Regions from separate parts of the Sus scrofa genome. Here regions 2 and 3 are each linked to region 1. The links are chromatin contacts, called in public Hi-C maps. All regions are on one chromosome and are shown on one strand. Each heading gives the region's core, a stretch centred on a gene start, on an enhancer-like site or on the middle of the called end of the contact. The rest is flanking DNA. Distances are from core to core; before and after follow the strand shown. Region 1 holds the start of LOC110260386 (DBIRD complex subunit ZNF326-like). Region 2 overlaps KYAT3 (kynurenine--oxoglutarate transaminase 3). Region 3 holds the start of KYAT3 (kynurenine--oxoglutarate transaminase 3).

Evidence for each region. Hi-C and Micro-C count contacts between places; a contact is called where the count stands out from the background.
Region 2: a Hi-C map of liver shows a contact between it and region 1, with 5 times the contacts expected there. The contact joins the enhancer-like site here to the promoter of LOC110260386 in region 1. A contact is called at or near these places in 6 of 47 Hi-C or Micro-C datasets (alveolar macrophages, blood, embryonic fibroblasts and 3 more).
Region 3: a contact with region 1 is called in a Hi-C map of subcutaneous adipose tissue, with 2.0 times the contacts expected there. The contact joins the promoter of KYAT3 here to the promoter of LOC110260386 in region 1. A contact is called at or near these places in 7 of 47 Hi-C or Micro-C datasets (blood, embryonic fibroblasts, heart right ventricle and 4 more) and 1 of 2 datasets of contacts at active chromatin or transcription factors (alveolar macrophages).

Annotation. Positions count from the first base shown.
Region 1 is chr4:126,716,077-126,719,466 of Sscrofa11.1, forward strand. LOC110260386 (DBIRD complex subunit ZNF326-like) reads right to left here and starts at 1,769. Exons shown (of 4, transcript XM_021090293.1): 1 at 1,620-1,769. The coding sequence starts at 1,635. It overlaps LOC102159118 (a long non-coding RNA gene), which reads left to right and starts at 1,881. Exons shown (of 3, transcript XR_002343632.1): 1 at 1,881-3,282.
Region 2 is chr4:127,470,618-127,474,007 of Sscrofa11.1, forward strand. It overlaps KYAT3 (kynurenine--oxoglutarate transaminase 3), which reads left to right. Exons shown (of 14, transcript XM_001929384.5): 3 at 2,375-2,433; 4 at 3,312-3,390. Among named protein-coding and RNA genes, the nearest start is that of KYAT3, 21 kb to the left of the region's middle. Within about 2 kb of position 1,749, at least 8 of the 83 cell types and tissues checked have an H3K27ac peak or open chromatin away from gene starts, as enhancers often do. A contact at or near this core is called in liver, where this site is marked.
Region 3 is chr4:127,449,905-127,453,294 of Sscrofa11.1, forward strand. KYAT3 (kynurenine--oxoglutarate transaminase 3) reads left to right here and starts at 1,571. Exons shown (of 14, transcript XM_001929384.5): 1 at 1,571-1,652.

The DNA.
Region 1 (3,390 bases), core at 519-3,018:
AGAGTGTGCTTCTGTTAACTGCTCAACTCTCTACTTCAAAGTAATTTAAAGGTATCCACAAAAGGGTTATTCCAGCCCCCTTTCATATGCTGAGATTTGGCAGCTTTAACTCTTCGTGGCATGAAATTAAATCAAAGGTCAAAATACCATTTAGTCAGACTCATCACAGCACATTCAAAGTTACAGAGATTTTTTTGGTTTTTGTTTTTTGTTTGTGGTTGGCTTAGAGGCTTACGACTGTTAATGGACCGGTTTTATTCAGAAATGCTCCATTACTCAAGATTAAATCCACTCACACCCACTCCCGTGCCCCCCTAATGCTGTCATTATGTGCTCATTTTATCTTGACGCCAATTCCTATTGGGCAAGATTTGAAGGCAAGGTGAAGACCAAGTTAATTTTACTTTGTAAGCATATGAAAATGGTTTAAAGAACCGGCCTGAGAGACGAGTGAAAGGCGCTGCTAAAATACAGTTTACTTAAACAGTAAGTCCAACCCAGGCGTCTGTGCAAAGGTCTGATTTGAAGGGCATCTGATGCGGTGAAACTGACAACACTTACGACTTGAACCTGGCCAGAACCCAGACTGGGACTTGAACCTAAGTCCCATCCACACCCTAAACAGAGAAAAATGCCTTGGTTCACGGAAGTATTTCACAGGAGGGATTAACGACCGGGCAATGTTTGCTGGTGGATGAACACCCGTCCGCTAACCAGAAACACCATCGGGTACAGATGGATCCACACTCATCACTTTCCAGACGCCCTTTAAGCTCATCTTAAACTAAGACAACCCGAAACCTGAGCGTGACAAGTCACCCGGGGCCGAGGATTCACTGGAAGAACGATCTGGGTCGCTGCCCACGGGGCGGGGACAGTGCCCGCCCGGCCCGGGACCGGGAAGTCGGAGGCGGTGGGCAAGGTCCATGCCGAGGGACTGGGGCCGGGAAGTGGGAGGCGGCGGACACCGTCCACGCAGCAGGCCGGGCCGGGCCGGAGTGGGGGAGGGCAAGGTTCACGCCGAGGGGCAGCGCCGGGAAGAGGGAGGCGGCGGGCACCGTCCACCCCGCGGGGCCGGGGCCGGGAAGTGGGGGGCGGCGGGCAGCGTCCTCGCAGTGAGGCCGGGCTGGGCCGGGCCGGGCCGGGGTGGGGACGGGCAAGGTTCACGCCGAGGGGCAGGGCCGGGAAGTGGGAGGCGGCGGACACCGTCCACGCAGCAAGCCGGGCCGGGCCGGGATGGGGGAGGGCAAGGTTCACGCCGAGGGGCAGCGCCGGGAAGAGGGAGGCGGCGGGCACCGTCCACCCCGCGGGGCCGGGGCCGGGAAGTGGGGGGCGGCGGGCAGCGTCCCCGCAGTGGGGCTGGGCCGGGCCGGCCGGGCCGGGCCGGGGGCGGGCCTGGGGCCCAGGCCGCGGCGCTCTGGGCGCGCCCTTGCTGCGCCGGGGCCCGCGCGGAGCCCCCGGTCACGCGCCGGGACGGGCGCCGGGCGCGCGGTCCCCCAGGCCCAGCCCGGCCGCGGCCGCAGAACAAAGCCACTCGGCCATCTTGAGACGGTAAACAGCCCGGGGCCAGGCCGGCCCGCCTCCCGCCCGCCGCGGGGACCCGCCGGGGCCGCGCTCACCGTCCTCGAAGTCCATGGCGGAGGCTCGGGCCGACGGCCTCGGCGGCGGGGGCTGAGCGGCGGCCGGCAGCGAGCGCCCGCGACCCGGGGTCCACACGAGCAGTCAGCGCGACCGACAGCGGCGCCACCGGCCCGGAGCCGCAGGCCACGGCGAGGCTGGGGGCGGGGCCGGCCGCCGCCGCCGCAGCGCGGCCTGCGATTGGCCGGCGCGGCCTGGTGGGCGGGCCCCGGGTGGGGGCGGGAAGCAGGTCGGCTGTCAAGCTCCCCGTGCCGACCCTCGCGAGCGGCCGAGGGGAAAGGCAGGTGACAAAAGGGAGCCCCGCCGACCGGCCGGGGTCACGGCAGAGAGCGCGCCGTGTTCTGGAAGGACCGCCCGCGGCCCGCCATGTTTGATTCTGGCAAAAGCGAAAGGATCCGGTTGGAATACCTTCTCCTGCCCGAACTAATACACCACGTGCCGACCTTTCGCTTTTTATTGGCTGATGACGCCTGATCGGAAAATGTACAGTTCTTACGGAGTTTCTGCCGTTGGAGGCGCACAAGTCCGAAACGTTTTTAGAACTCAGGAAACAGAGGCGAACAGACTGCGAAGTAGAGAACCATGATCGGTATGATTCAAGACAGTCTAGGATTACGTTCTGAACGTCCAAGTGAGAAGTAAAAGCGTTGTAAAGCTTAACAGACAGGGAAGATTTGTGGCAGGAGTCACCCAGAACTTGAAGGACAACGTCGGGCAAGCGCACATACGTAATAGCATTTGCACTGCATTGCCACTTTGGAAATAGCGCAAGGGGCAGTGGGCAACGTTATTCACCCACAAGGCAATGTGGGGAAAGACAACCGTTTGGTCATTCCAACCCTGGAGCAGCTTGAACTCCAGATTAGAAAAAAAAAAAATTAAATAGAGCAAATCGTGTCAATAGTGAGTTGGTCACAGGAGAGCACATCATGATTCAAGCCGTTTGCCCTTCTTTGGGGTCCAACTAGTTGCTGGAATCAAGTTCCAAAAAGGCAGCCTCTGGAAACAGGACTGAAGGAAAAACTCACCGATATCACTGGAGCCCCAAATCTGGGCAGGGCACTGTGTCTTCCCCATCACTTTCCTTCTCCACCCACATTGAGTCACCCAGTTCTCCACCCTTGCACTGTTTTCTTCTTTTTTCCCTCCTATACATATTTTTTATTCACCTGAGTGTAACGTGTTGAAAAACTGAACTCATAATTTCCCTCCTCCAACCTGCTCATCCTCCTTCATTCTTTCATCTCTGCTGGTGGCGTCATGAGTAACCTCCCACCCACTAATCCCAGCCAGAAGCCTGCGACTCATCCTTTCAGGATTCCACCCTCTCCCATCCTCCCACCCCCAATTTACACGGAAGTCTTTCATCTGCTTATTAGCTCTGAAAATGTCTTAGGCTTGCCATCTCCTCTCCAACCCCCCTGGACTATGTGAATTAGGCTCTCATTACCTCTCTCCCAAACTACCTTCATAGCTTCCTAAACGGTTTCTCTGCCTTTCCACCTTGACCTTCTCAGACTCCTGGGTCGGCAGTGATCTAAATGCAAATCTGAACACATCGTGCGTCTCTATCATGGATTAGGTGAAGGCGAAGTTCCTTAAGATAGAGCACATCCACCCTGGAGTTCCTGTCGTAGCCTGAAGGTAACAAACCCAACAAGGATCCATGAGGACACAGGTTCCATCCCTGGCCCCGCTCAGTGGGTTAAGGATCGGGCGTTGCCATGAGCTGTGTAGGTCACAGACATGGCT
Region 2 (3,390 bases), core at 499-2,998, 750 kb after region 1:
TTGTTTAAGACGCTTAGAGTAGTGCCTGGTATGTACTGACTCGGTGATGCTAACTGTGCCTCTTATTTGGAACTCCTTGCGGAGTAGTTCTTAAACCATTTGGTTTGGCGCCTTCTGTATGCCACATATGGAACGTACTTGTGAAAGTGCTGGTACGTCTTACCTAAAGTGATCTTCAGAGCATGATTCATATTATGGTTTTATTTGAGTTTTTGTTTTATGTTGGAGTGTAGCTGATTTGCAGGATTATATTCGTTTAAGGTGTTACATTAGTTTATTTTGTGCTGGAGTATAGCTGACTTGCAATGTTCTATTAGTTTCAGCAAAATGACTCAGTTATGTCTATACACAGATCCATTCTTTTTCAGACTCTTTTCTCACGTAGGTTATTACAGAATGATGAGTGGAGTTCCCTGTGCTAGACAGTAGGTCCTTGCTGATTCTTTTTTTTTCTCAGCCACACCCACAGCATGTGGGAGTTTCCCAGCCAGGGACGGAACCCTCACCACAGCAGTGACCCAAGCCACAGCAGTGGCAACACCAGGTCCTCAACCCACCGTGCCACAAGGGAACTCCAGTTATCTGTTTTATATGTAGAAGTGTTATATTTTAATCCAAAATTCCTAATTTATCCCTCTCCCCACCCCCATTGGTAACCATCAGTTTGTTTTCTGTGTCTGTGAGTCCATTTCTCTTTTGTAAATAAGTTCATTTGTCTCCTTTTTTAAAATCCCACACATAAGCGGTATCAGATGGTTTTGTCTTTCTCTTTCTGGCTGGCCTCACTTGGCGTGGTGGCCGAGTGACATTCCGTTGTACTCACCCACTCCTCTGGCGATGAGCACTTGGGCCGCTTCCGTGTCTTGGCTGTTGTGAAGAGTGCTGCAGAGAACAGCAGGGTGCATTATCTTTTTGAAGTACGGTTTTCTCTGGACAGATGCTCTGGACTGGGATTACTGGATCATGTGGTAGTTCTCTTTTCACTTTTTTAAGGAACCTCCATACCAATCTCCGCAGTGACTGTGCCACTTTACATTCCCGCCAGCAGGGTAGGAGGCTTCCCTTTTCTGAACGCTGCCTCTAGCATTTATTGTTTCTGGGTTTTTTGATGATGGCCGTTCTGAGCAGTGCGAGGTGATACCTCCCTGTAGTTTCGGTTTGCAGTTCTCTAATAATTAGTATGTTGAGCATCTTTTCATATGACATCATCTGTGTGTCATTTTTGGAGAAAGGTCTGTGTAGATCTTCAGACCACGTTTCTGATTGGGTTGTTTGTTCTTAGAGCTTCCTGAGCTGTTTGTATATTTTGGAGGTGAATCCATTGCTAGTCGTATTGTGTGCGGATATCTTCTTCTATCCTGTGGGTTTTTTTCTCTTTGGTTCTGGTTTCCTTTGCTGTGCAAAAGCTTTTGAGTCAAGTTAGGTCCCATTTCATTAGTTTTGGTTTTATTTTCATTACTCTGGGAAGTGGATCCAAAGAGATACTGTTGTGATTTAGTCGAAGTTGTGTTCTGCCTGTGTTTTCCTCTAAGAGGTTTAGAGTCTTATCTAGGTCTTTAATCCATTTCGAGTTTACGTTTGTGTATGGTGTTCAAGAATGTTCTATTTCCATTCTTTTGCCTGGAGCTGTCGGGTTTCCCGGCCTCACTTACTGAAGAGACTTTCTTTTCTCCACTGTATACTCTCACCCCCTCTGTCAGAGGTTAATTGTCCGTAGGTGCCTGAGGTTTTTTGGTGTTTGTTTTGGGCTGCACCCACAGCATGGGAAAGTTCCTGGATCAGAGTCCCTGAACCCACACCCCCGCAGTGATCAGAGCCACAGCAGTGACAGCGCCGGACTTTTATCCCACTGAGCCACCAGGGAACTCTAAACACAATTCTTTTTTTTTTCTTTTTTGGCCTCCCTGCGGCATATGCAGTTCCCTGGCCAGGGATCAGATCCCACCCATGGCTGTGACCTAGGCTGCAGCTGCGGTAACACAGATCCTTCAACCCACTCCCCTGGGCCAGGGATCGAAGTGTCCCAGTGCCCCAGAGTCTCAGCTGATCTCATTGTGCCACAGTGGGAACTGCCAGAGATGTTTTCTTAAACTGACTTTTTTTAGTATCACCATTGGTCTCTTGAGTACATTTCAGGCCTTTAAGTTGATGTATTTTTTAGACTATGCTGGTATTTTTGTTCTTATGTGAGAAGATGAAGCTCTAAGGTTCATAAGAAAAAACACTCCTTGAAACAGTAGGTGAAAGATGAATTCCTCTTCGGAATTTTGTACCGGCGTCTAGAATTTATCTCTAGTACTCTTCTTTTTACTCGTGATTTTTCACGTTTTGATTCAAGGAATTTTAAAGTGTTTTCAATATTTGTATCTTTCAGGAAATGTCTTCGAAATTCAAAAATGCAAAACGAATTGAAGGCCTTGACAGCAATGTATGGTGAGTACCTTAAGCAGTAGTAATTGGGTGAGCATTTTCCTCCACATGCTTGTACCCGTAGTTGGACATTTTTAGCCTTATCTGTAGTCTGTAAACAAAGCCATTTGTTTCAGAGCCCCAGAATTACAGCCATCTCCGAGGGTCTGAGGGAAGTTCTTTTTTTTTTTTTTTTTTTTTTGTCTTCTGTCCTTTTTAGGGCCACACCTGCGGCATATGGAGGTTCCCAGGCTATGAGTCGAATCAGAGCTGTAGCTGCCGGCCTACACCACAGCCACAGCAACAAGGGATCCAAGCCGCACCTGTGACCCACACCACAGCTCATGGCAACACCCACTGATTGAGGCCAGGGATCGAACCCGCAACTTCATGGTTCCTAGTCGGATTCGTTTCCACTGTGCCACGACGGAAACTCCCAAAGCCAGTTGTTTTAATTCATCCGTTCAATGGGAATGCACTGATTTGTTTATTCAGCAGGTGTGCCAGGCCCTGTGCTGGGCGCTGGAAATGGGCAGAGAAAACCATTGTTTGGATGGATGCTCGTGAAACTTACCTTCTACTCCATGAACTTTTCCCATTAGCTCCACTCTCTAATGGTTGATTAGAGAACTTAGCAGATGGTTGGGAAAAAAATATATGTGATTACAATAGGGGTATCGTGGAGCTGAGATTTGTCAGAAACATTAAGTTCATCAACTCACCCATCATTTTTCTAGGAAACGTCACTTTGTCAACAGTAGAATTCTTTATTGGGATCACACTGATTTTTTTTTTTTTTGGATCTATAGAAGTAAATTTTATTTTTCAGTTTTAGGAGCTAGGTATTAAAAAACTAACTTTGTAATTGTCGTTCTTACTAACATTAGCATTTTTTGTCTCAGGGTCGAATTCACCCAGTTGGCTGCAGACCCCACCGTTGTCAATCTTGGCCAAGGCCTCCCAGACATTTCCCCCCCTGAG
Region 3 (3,390 bases), core at 321-2,820, 730 kb after region 1:
CATGCCCAGTTTGCTCCCATACCAAGGCTTTTTCAACTGCCATTTTTCTGTCCAGAATCATTTTTGGCAAAGTCGTCTCTTCATCATTCAGTTCTGGGTTCCACTGTTCCCTCCTCAAAAGAAGCCTTTTCTGACTCTCCTAATTAAACGACCCGCAGTCTCCCATCCTCACGGCTTCGTCCACAGCACTCAACACCATTTCAAACCATCATACACATTTGCTTGTCTCTGGCCTTTTCTTCCTCTTAAAGGTTGGAGACACACGCTCTCTCTGCCCATTTCCCCCAGAAGCCTGTGCACCTCTGTTCTCAATTCATGCATGTTACACGTGAGAAAAAGAAACACCGTACCTGGCATCAGAAATTGAGCAAACACTTACCATTAAGACTTCACTGTTGGGAGGCACGGATGGCGGAGCTCCTCCAGGAAAGTACCGCAATCTAAAAGGACATCAGCATCAGTCAGTCTCTGACTACGAGGAAGGGGCATAACAGACAAGATCCATTAATAGGGATCCCTGAATAGGGATCTCTTCTAACACTCTATTATTCAAACGACCCAAGGTTCCCAAGGTGTGTTTTCTCCCTCTTTGTAAAGTTATAAAACCAGCTTTTGGACTGCAGTTGTGCTCCTGGTGGCCTTTTGGTTGAAGAGTATTGACAAACGAATGCCCTGACAGTAGCTCACGATCTAGGGGTGAGATTCCCAACTGCACACAGCCAATTTTCCATCCGCCTCTGAAACTCGGCGAACCTAGTTCAACCAAAAGTTATCTCTCTCCTTTCCTCCGGACGTGAATAACAATGCTACCTCCCCTCCCACTCCTTCTATCCTCCCATCTTCTTAAAATTGGAAAGGAAGAAAATTGAAGCATGAAGCTCGATGCTTAATACAAGGCTCTCCTTTTGCTAACACCGCCTTCAAAAACGAGTAATTCGTGGTGTTCCTGTTTCTCTTGGCCGATTTTCCTTCCCTTTTAAACTGTCATTGATTTTCCTCCTCAGTTCCACGGCCCCTTCATTCTGTCCTCTGATCACACCCGCTTTTACTGTTCAGGAACGTAAATTCCTCTCTGCTTTTTTTCTCACCCCCACCCCAGGAGATAAATACACCCACGCGCCCTTCTGCACACTCTCCTTAGCCTTGCCCTCTCTGCACCGGCTAACATCTCGATAAATACAACCCTCCCCTCGCCTAAGCCCTGGGACCCGACAACCGGCTTTTCCTTCCAAATCTGCCCGCGTCCTATCACTGGGCCAACCCAACCCATCACACACCTCCAATTAGGGCTCCGGACCTCAGCGTCGCACCCCATCTCGGACCACATTCAAGACCCCGCCCCGCCCCCCTTACCCGGAGGAGCCACGTCCCGCAGCCCGGATCCTGCCCCACACTCGTCTGGCCTCCATCCCCATCCTGTCGGTCCGGAGGGGCCGAGCCCGCAGCCCATCCCCGGCCACATCTCCCTTCCCTCTTCCTCTCCTCCGGGTCGCTTCCCCGTCCGACGGTGCCCCGCCCACTACCCGGCTGACCCTCAGCCAATCCGCGCTCTGACTCCCGGCCAGGCCCCGCCCCACGTCGGAGCGCCCCGACGCACTCTCCAGTTCTCGCGGGACTTGGGCCACGGAAAGCGAGGTGTTCGCGGAAGGGATGTGAGTGGCGCGTCGGTAAGGTACGGGTGCGGGGAGGCCGTGGCCGCCTGGGCTCCGCGAGCGGGGCCGCGAGAGGAGGCGGGAGGGAGGGGGCCGCTGGGTGCGCGCGGGGGCCGCGCCTGCGGGGTGGGAGGAAGAGCCGGGCTGGACTCGGCTCAGGATTGGACTCGTGTCCGGCTCCGGGGCGCGCGGCCGGTGCATACGGCCCACGCGGGCCTGGAGGAGTTTGCTGCGGAGGAGGCGCCGAGGTGCTTGGCCTGCGGGTGGGACCCTGGGCCCCTCCTCGTCCGCCCCTTTCGCGCTGGATTTGGCAGTTGGGGCACTTCGTGGACGGTGAGGGAAGCTGACGCCCACTCCAGTTGGCAGCAGTGGGGATTCTTCATGCGAAGGAAAACAGCTGTCAACTTGCCGCAGAAACGACTCTTAGGGGAGCCCATAGTTTCTCAATCAGAGCGGAAAGCTGTCCAATTTGTTGCTTTTGGCGCCTGCCACCCAATTTTTCCGTCTTGCAGGCTCCTTCTTTGCTACCTGAGGGAGGAACTTGGCAGCTGCTCCTTCCACAGCCCCCTGTACAAAGTCCTAGCTCCCCTGGGCCTGAGACCCAGCTGCTGCAACTTAAACACCAGTCAGACCTGTTGCTGCCTTCTACGAAATTTGTAATAAGTTACCCGGACTCCCTTTTCACAAAACAGCTTTTCAGAAACTTGCAAAAGCACGTGTCCTAACTTGTCTTGTGCCAGCTAAACCTACCTGATTTTCCCCACTCTTGCTCCGATGACATGGCTGTAGAAGTGGACTAAAGTCCAGAGCATGAAGCAGAAATAAAGCTGTTTGTGGTAACTCTTAACCAGGTTTGTGCATTAATTAGCACTACCTCTTTTCACTGTCACCGCACCTTAATCTTCCTTGAGCTTGCAGTTAACCTGAACATCCTGGACTTTGTGACATTATCAACTGATTCCTTCTGCCTCTCCTTCCCACATGCAAAGTCATTATCCACTGATCATTTGGATTGAAGTCTACAGCTTCAAACGTCTCACAGTTCTTTTGACGGCTTTACTCACCTTTCGCCCTGGATCCTCCAACAATTCATCAGCCTTCTCAGCCTCAGGTCACCCCCAGCTATGCCATACATATCTTCTGTATCTTCATTTTAAACCATCTCCTCCAGAGATAATAGCACAGTTTTCTCTTGATCATGGGTATATGACTGCGGAGTTAATCCTAGATATACTATATGCCATAATCAGTTTTATTAGATCACCATGATTCATGATTTCCTTCACAGAATATTGTTTTTAAGGGTAAATGAGAAACACAATGAAAATATTGTTTAGAATTAAAAGCCACATACTTTTCGATTTCCTCCACCTTTTCTGTTCTGTGCCATCCCAGTTTATTTATTCATTGAGCTTACTGGTCAGTATGCACATGGAATGTTCATTGCTTTAGAAAAGCACTCCTCAGAGTTCCCATCGTGGTGCAGCGGTTAACAAACCCAGCTAGGATCCATGAGGACGCAGGTTCGAAACCTGGCCTTGCTCAGTGGGTTGAGGATCTGGCATTGCCGTGAGCTGTGGTGTAGGTCAAAGATGCAGCTCGGATTTGGCGTGGCTGTGGCTGTGGTGTAGGGCTGGCACCTGTACCTCCGATTGGACCCCTAGCCTGGGAATCTCCATGTGCTGCAGGTGCGGCCCTAAAAAGCAAAGAAAAAAAAAATTTTTTTAAGTGCTTCTCA